Linked DNA regions of Sus scrofa: region 2 is linked to region 1. The links are chromatin contacts, called in public Hi-C maps. All regions are on one chromosome and are shown on one strand. The core of a region is the stretch at or near the end of the contact, and the rest is flanking DNA. Distances in the headings are between cores, read along the strand shown.

Region 1 (2,993 bases), core at 247-2,746:
CCCATTGTTACTGCCTGTGTTGGCCTGAAGCCCTCAGGTAAATGAAAACTCTCCTATTAGAGATTAATTTCCAGAAACTGAGGGCAATATCAAGATCTCTTTGGACAAGGTTAGATTCTTTACTATGTGGTGGAGTTAAAAGAGAGAGAGAGAGAGAGGAGTTCCTGTCATGGCATAGTGGAAACGAATCCAACTAGGAACCATGAAGTTGCAGGTTCGATCCCTGGCCTCGCTCTGTGGGTTAAGGATCTGGTGTTGCTGTGAGCTATGGTGTAGGTCACAGACGTGGCTCAGATCTGGCATTGCTGTGGCTCTAGGCTAGGCTGGCAGCAACAGCTCCAATTAGATCCCTAGCCTGGGAACCTCCATATGCCGGGGGTGTGGCCCTAAAAAGACAAAAGACAAAAAAAAAAAAAAAAAAAAAAAAAAAAAAAAGAGAGAGAGAGTCCTTGCTGATACTGTCCAGCTGCTACACTGTTCCTGAAATCACTTACCTCCAGACGTCTGGCTCTGGCTTCTCTACAGTCCTGCCACTCTGATCCCTGACTTGTTATTCCCTGGAGGGAGTGTGACTTAGCAGAAAGAGCACCTTCAAGTGCTAAGTTTGAATCCTGGCTCCTCCCACCTACTAGCTGTGTGGCTCTGGCAAAGTCACTTAACCTCTCTGAGCTTCCAGTTCTCATCTGTAAAATTGGGGACAAGAGCACTTAGGAATTGTAGTAGGCAATGTAGGCAAACCATCTGGCATAGAGTGGGAGTTCATTACGGTGATGGAGTGGTGGAAGTAACACTGGTGGTGGCTCTGGGCCCTTGGTCTAAGCCCACCTGTGCCGTTGGGCCCGACAGGGGTGGACCGGCATCCAGGGAAGTGCCATCACTTGATAGACCTCGGGACCTCCCCCCTCATATCCAGCTTCTGCCTCCATGCCCCACTCCTCTACTCCTCCCCTACCCCCTGCAGGCATCTGCCCTGCAGGCTTTCCTGGCCCTCCAGCCACATCCTCAAACCATGGCTTTACCTGATTTCCCTGGGGTGTCAGAGCCTGTCTGGGGCCCCCCACAGGGGGAGATACTTTGGCAGAGAGGAGGCCTGCAGGGGTGAGGCAACAGATTTAGGAGCCCAACAAGGCAGAACCCCCCCTCCACACACACACACACACTCCCTCACTCACACCCAGATGAGCACTCTTATGCTCCCCTAAAGGCACACACATGAAGAGGCAGAGAAGAGCTCACTTTTGACAGCCTTACCCAGAATTTTGCAATCAGAAAATCAAGGAAAAATCTATTTGAATTCTAGTATTAATGCAGGTTAGTGTGATTCCCCAGAGCACTGTATCGTTGTGAATTGTGAAGTAGATTGGGCATGAGCCTCTTCAATATCCAGAGCCTCTACAGATCTGCTCTGCTCCTGGGGCCTCAAGAGGCCAGGGAGAGCCTGAGCTGGATTTCCCAGCCTCATCTGCATGTTTCTGCCCAGCAGGGGGACTGAGAACAGACTGGTCAGGACCCAGATCAGCTGCTGGACAGATGGGGACCAATCAGAGCCTGTTGCTGGGGAAACATGGCACTATGCAAATTCCTCTGGACTGAAGAGAGGGCATCAGTCAGCCTGCCCTCTTCTTACCCCTCTTTTGGCCTCTCAGTGGCCCAAGTCCTATTTCTCTCTCCCTCTCTCCTCTCCCAATCTCTAATAGATGTTCCCCCACAGATGTCTGGTGTGACATTACATCAGCAGTCATAGCAAGTGAGTCTGTAGTAGGCACAGGATTAGGCCAGCGAGGCTGACATACCAGATTTTTATACCCAATGTATCCCTCTGGGGTGATTCAGTATCACCCCATATTATGTGGGGGGCTGGTTCAGTCCAGCATTTTCCAGGAGCTTTGCTAGGAGAATGAAGCTTCTGGCTCAGTGCCAGCTGACCGTGGGCGAGATCGAGAGCGGCTCATTAGCCACGAGCAGCCCATCTGAGCTCTGCACCTGCTCTGACGATGGACCCCACTGGGCTTTGGCAGCCCTGTTTCCTGAACTGATGCATGGCTCTACTTTCATGGCCCAAGCTTGCAACATCTTTCCACAATAAAACCACGATGGAAGTTAATTGCCTGCATCGCTCCGCAATTGAACCGGTCCATAAAATGTTTATTAGGTGCAGTCCCCAGACTGAACGGGCAGCCAGTTGCTTGATTTTGAGCTGCCGTTAACATCTACGGGGTCCTAGGCAGGGAGGTGTCCTAAAAATTGCTGATGTTGAGTGTTCAGATGACCTTTTTTTCACAGCCATTCCAGAGCTTTTGGTTATTTACTTGGGAATTCTTGCTGGTGGTTATCGAGGCGGCTAAACCTCCTCAGTTTCTTCTGCTAACATTCAGAGCATTTCAATTTCGTCCTTTTGGGGGGCGCTATATTCTTCCTCCCTTCCTTCCTTCCTTCTTTCTTTCTTTCTTTTTTTTTTTTTTTTTTTTTGTCTTTTTTGCCTTTCCCGCGGCATATAGAGGTTCCAGGCTAGGGGTCCAATCAGAGCTGTAGCTGCCGGCCAACACCACAGCCACAGCAATGCGGGATCCCACTGAGCGAGGCCAGGGACTGAACCCGCAACCTCATGGTTCCTAGTTGGATTTGTTAACCACTGTGCCACGATGGGAACTCCGCTTCCTTCTTTCTTTTGCTTTTTGGAGCCACACCTGTGGCATATGGAAGTTCCCAGGCTAGGGGTCGAATTGGAGCTGCAGCTGCTGGCCTACACCACAGTCACAGCAACACCAAATCCAAGCCATATCTGTGACCTACACTGCAGCTCACTGCAACACTGGATCCTTAATTCACTGAGCAAGGCCAGGGATTGAATCTGCATCCTCATGGATACAAGTTGTGTTGGTTACTGCTGGGAACTCTCAAGGAGGGGGATGCTGTATTTTTTTTTAAATTAAACTGTAGTTGATTTACTATATTATATTAGTTTCAGGTGTACAATGTAGTGATTGAATATT
Region 2 (2,993 bases), core at 369-2,868, 2.5 Mb after region 1:
GATCTTGGTTTATGCCAAGCAGTCGGAGTGGGAGACGATGGCCTGGACGTGAGGAAGGCCTTGTGACGAGCCACGGACATCAGGAATAAACACCGCCAAATCTCACCTTGCTTTCCTGGCCTTAACGAAGGCCTCGGACCCAGTGGCGGCATAACTGGAAGGGTTGGAACCAGGAAAGCTGAATATCTTTCTCCAGATCCCACAGGAAGCCAGGGCTGCGCTTTGGATTTTAACCATGTTAATGATGGTGACGAGAGCAGCTTTCCTCTTTGCCCACCAGTAAGACTTTCATTTCAGAAGCGCGGTGTGAGCGTGATGAAGCCATCCGAGTTCGAGCCTCAGCAGCTCTCCCTGGAGATCTGAATGGCTTCAGGATGTGCTAGCAGGCTCTGTACAGCTGCTCGCTCGGAACAGTTTTCACCCTCAAATAAAGACGGCTTATTTATCGAGTGCTGAGTTCTGAAGCTCGTCTCCAGACATGCCCTATCCTGAAGGGGCCGAACGCCATCCAAGGCATCCGAGGCATGTGTGCTTGGTGACCAGACTCTTCTCTCCAAAAGCAGAGAGCTGGGTGTGCACCCGGACCCGGCCGGGAGTCAAAAGGTGGCAATGTGAGGGTTAGTCCCCAAGCCAGCGTGCCCTGGTCTTGCCTTTGGGTGCAGAGATTCCTAGGGCTGGGGGCGGGGACATGCCTCGAGGACAGAGGACCCGCCAGGGTTTGCTGACTCCTCTTTGGAGGAAGTTCCCAGGTTGTTCAAGTTCGCTGCTGCGTGTTTGAGAGGAATGACCTGCCTGAGGCACAAGCCACCCATCTCCGTGAGGTGATTAGTTCCTCCAAGGCACGAGGAGACCACGTGGCAAATTACTTCATCCGAGCGCTCTACATGTGCCCTGGGAAGGTCAGCCTCCTTCACCTACTGGTGATGAGCAGATTATGCCTAGAAATCTGTCCATTCGCATTTGAGCAGGCACAGTCCCAGGGTGGACGACAGAGTCTTTCTTGACCTCCCAGGCTCTTTCCGTCTCAGCCAAGCCTTTTCTTCTGGAAAGAGATAGTATCTTATGCCTAGAGGGTCATCCCCAGAGGACTGGCCTCTGGCTCCTCACCCAGGCATCTCAAGAGCTCAGAGCTATTGGTGTTTCCATTTTTGCAGCTCAGCTTAATAGGCAGCTCAGCTCTTTTAAGCCTTAGTACAAGGTGTGGGGAAAGTGGGCAGAAGTAGAGATGAAACAAGATTGGCCATGAGTTGCTATTTGTGGAAACGGTGACATGGAAATTTACTAGACCATTCTGTCTATCCACTGTTATATATGTCTGAAATTTTCCATAAGAAAAAGTTTAAAATCCCTAAAAAGCAAAAAAAAAAAAAAAAAGTTACAAACAAATAGGGATATCAAGTACCTTTGGCAGTCGTCTTTGTCCCCATGCCAGAGCAATGAATGAATGTTATCTTCTTGGGATATCAACTAACATCAAAATTTAGTATGGATCAGAGTTAATTTTTAAAATGTCAACACTGGAGTTCCCATCATGGCTCAGTGGTTAACAAACCCGACTATTACCGTCAACCCCCCTCCCCACACAACCCCTGGCAACCACTTTTCTGCTCTCTGTTTCTATGAGTAGGATGAGTAAGGACTAAAGATCTCATGCAAACCACGGTGACGGTAGTTGAGAAAGTTCCATGTCCTATTTCTCTTTTGCTTTGGTGTTTTCGGGTTTGGTTTCTTTTCAGATGAGATTAGACTATACATATTATTCATCAGCTCATTTTAACGGCTTTGTTGGAATGTAATTTGTATGCCGGAAATTCACCCATACAAAATGTACAGCTATTTTCCGTAATATATGGGGTTGTGTAACCATGATTCAGTTTTAGAACATGTTCATCACACCAGTAAAATCCCTTGTGCCCATCTGCAGTCAGTCCCTGTCAACACCCTCATTCCAAGCTAACTACTAATCTACTTTCTGTCTCTATAGCGTTGCTCTTTCTGAACCTTTTGTACAAATGGAATCATACAAGTTATAATCTTTTTCATCTGGCTTCTTACACTAGCATGATGTTTTGAGCTTCATCAATGTTGTAGCATGTGGTAATAGCTTATTCCCCTTTATTGCTGAATAGTAGTCCACTGAATGGATATACCATATTTTATTTACCCATTCACCAATTAATGAACATTTGTTTCTGCTTTTCGAGTATTGGTAGTAATACTGCTGTAACATTCCCATACAGCTCTTTGAGTGGTTATTTGTTTTCATTTCTTCTGCTCAATATGTTGGAATGAATTGGCTGTGTCATATACTAAATTTCTGTTTAAATTTTTTTTTAGGATAATACCAAACTGTTTTTCCAAAGTGGCTGCACCATTTGAAGTTCCCCAGTAATGTTTGAGGGTTCTGATTTCTCCACACTGACCAACATTTGTTATTGCCTGCCTTGATGAGTATAGGCATCTTTGTGGATGTAAAGTGTCTCTCATTGTGGTTTTAACTTGCATTTCCCTAATGACAATGATGATGAGCATCTTTTCATGTGTTATTAGCCATTTGTATGTCTTCTTTGATGAAACAGTATTCAAATCTTTTGCTCATTTTTCAAATTGGGTTGTTTGTCATCTTATAATTGACTTTTAAGAGTTCTGTATAGGTCCTTCTTGTAAATCCTTCATCCAACATTTTTTTTTTTTTTTTTTTTGTCTTTTTAGGGCCGAACCTGCAGCATATGGAGGTTCCCAGGCTAGAGAGTCAAATTGCAGCACAGGCACAGCAACTTGGGATCCATGCCACATCTGCAACCTACACCACAGCTCACGGCACCTCCATATCTTTAACCCGTGGAGTGAGGCCAGGGATTGAGCCTGTGTCTTCATGGATGCTAGTTAGATTCATTTCTGCTGAGCCACGACCAGAACTCCATTCATCCAATATCTGATTTGCAAATATTTTCTCCCAGTCAATGGCTTGAGTTTTTACATTCAGAGTGGTG

The links. Hi-C and Micro-C count contacts between places; a contact is called where the count stands out from the background.
Region 2: a contact with region 1 is called in a Hi-C map of mesenchymal stem cells, with 5 times the contacts expected there. The contact joins two enhancer-like sites.

The regions. Positions count from the first base shown.
Region 1 is chr3:12,076,050-12,079,042 of Sscrofa11.1, forward strand. The region is part of intron 3 of LOC102168016 (a long non-coding RNA gene); the gene reads left to right. Among named protein-coding and RNA genes, the nearest start is that of CASTOR2, 38 kb to the left of the region's middle. Within about 2 kb of position 1,497, at least 9 of the 83 cell types and tissues checked have an H3K27ac peak or open chromatin away from gene starts, as enhancers often do.
Region 2 is chr3:14,559,298-14,562,290 of Sscrofa11.1, forward strand. The region is part of intron 5 of AUTS2 (AUTS2, activator of transcription and developmental regulator); the gene reads left to right. Among named protein-coding and RNA genes, the nearest start is that of GALNT17, 470 kb to the right of the region's middle. Within about 2 kb of position 1,619, at least 5 of the 83 cell types and tissues checked have an H3K27ac peak or open chromatin away from gene starts, as enhancers often do.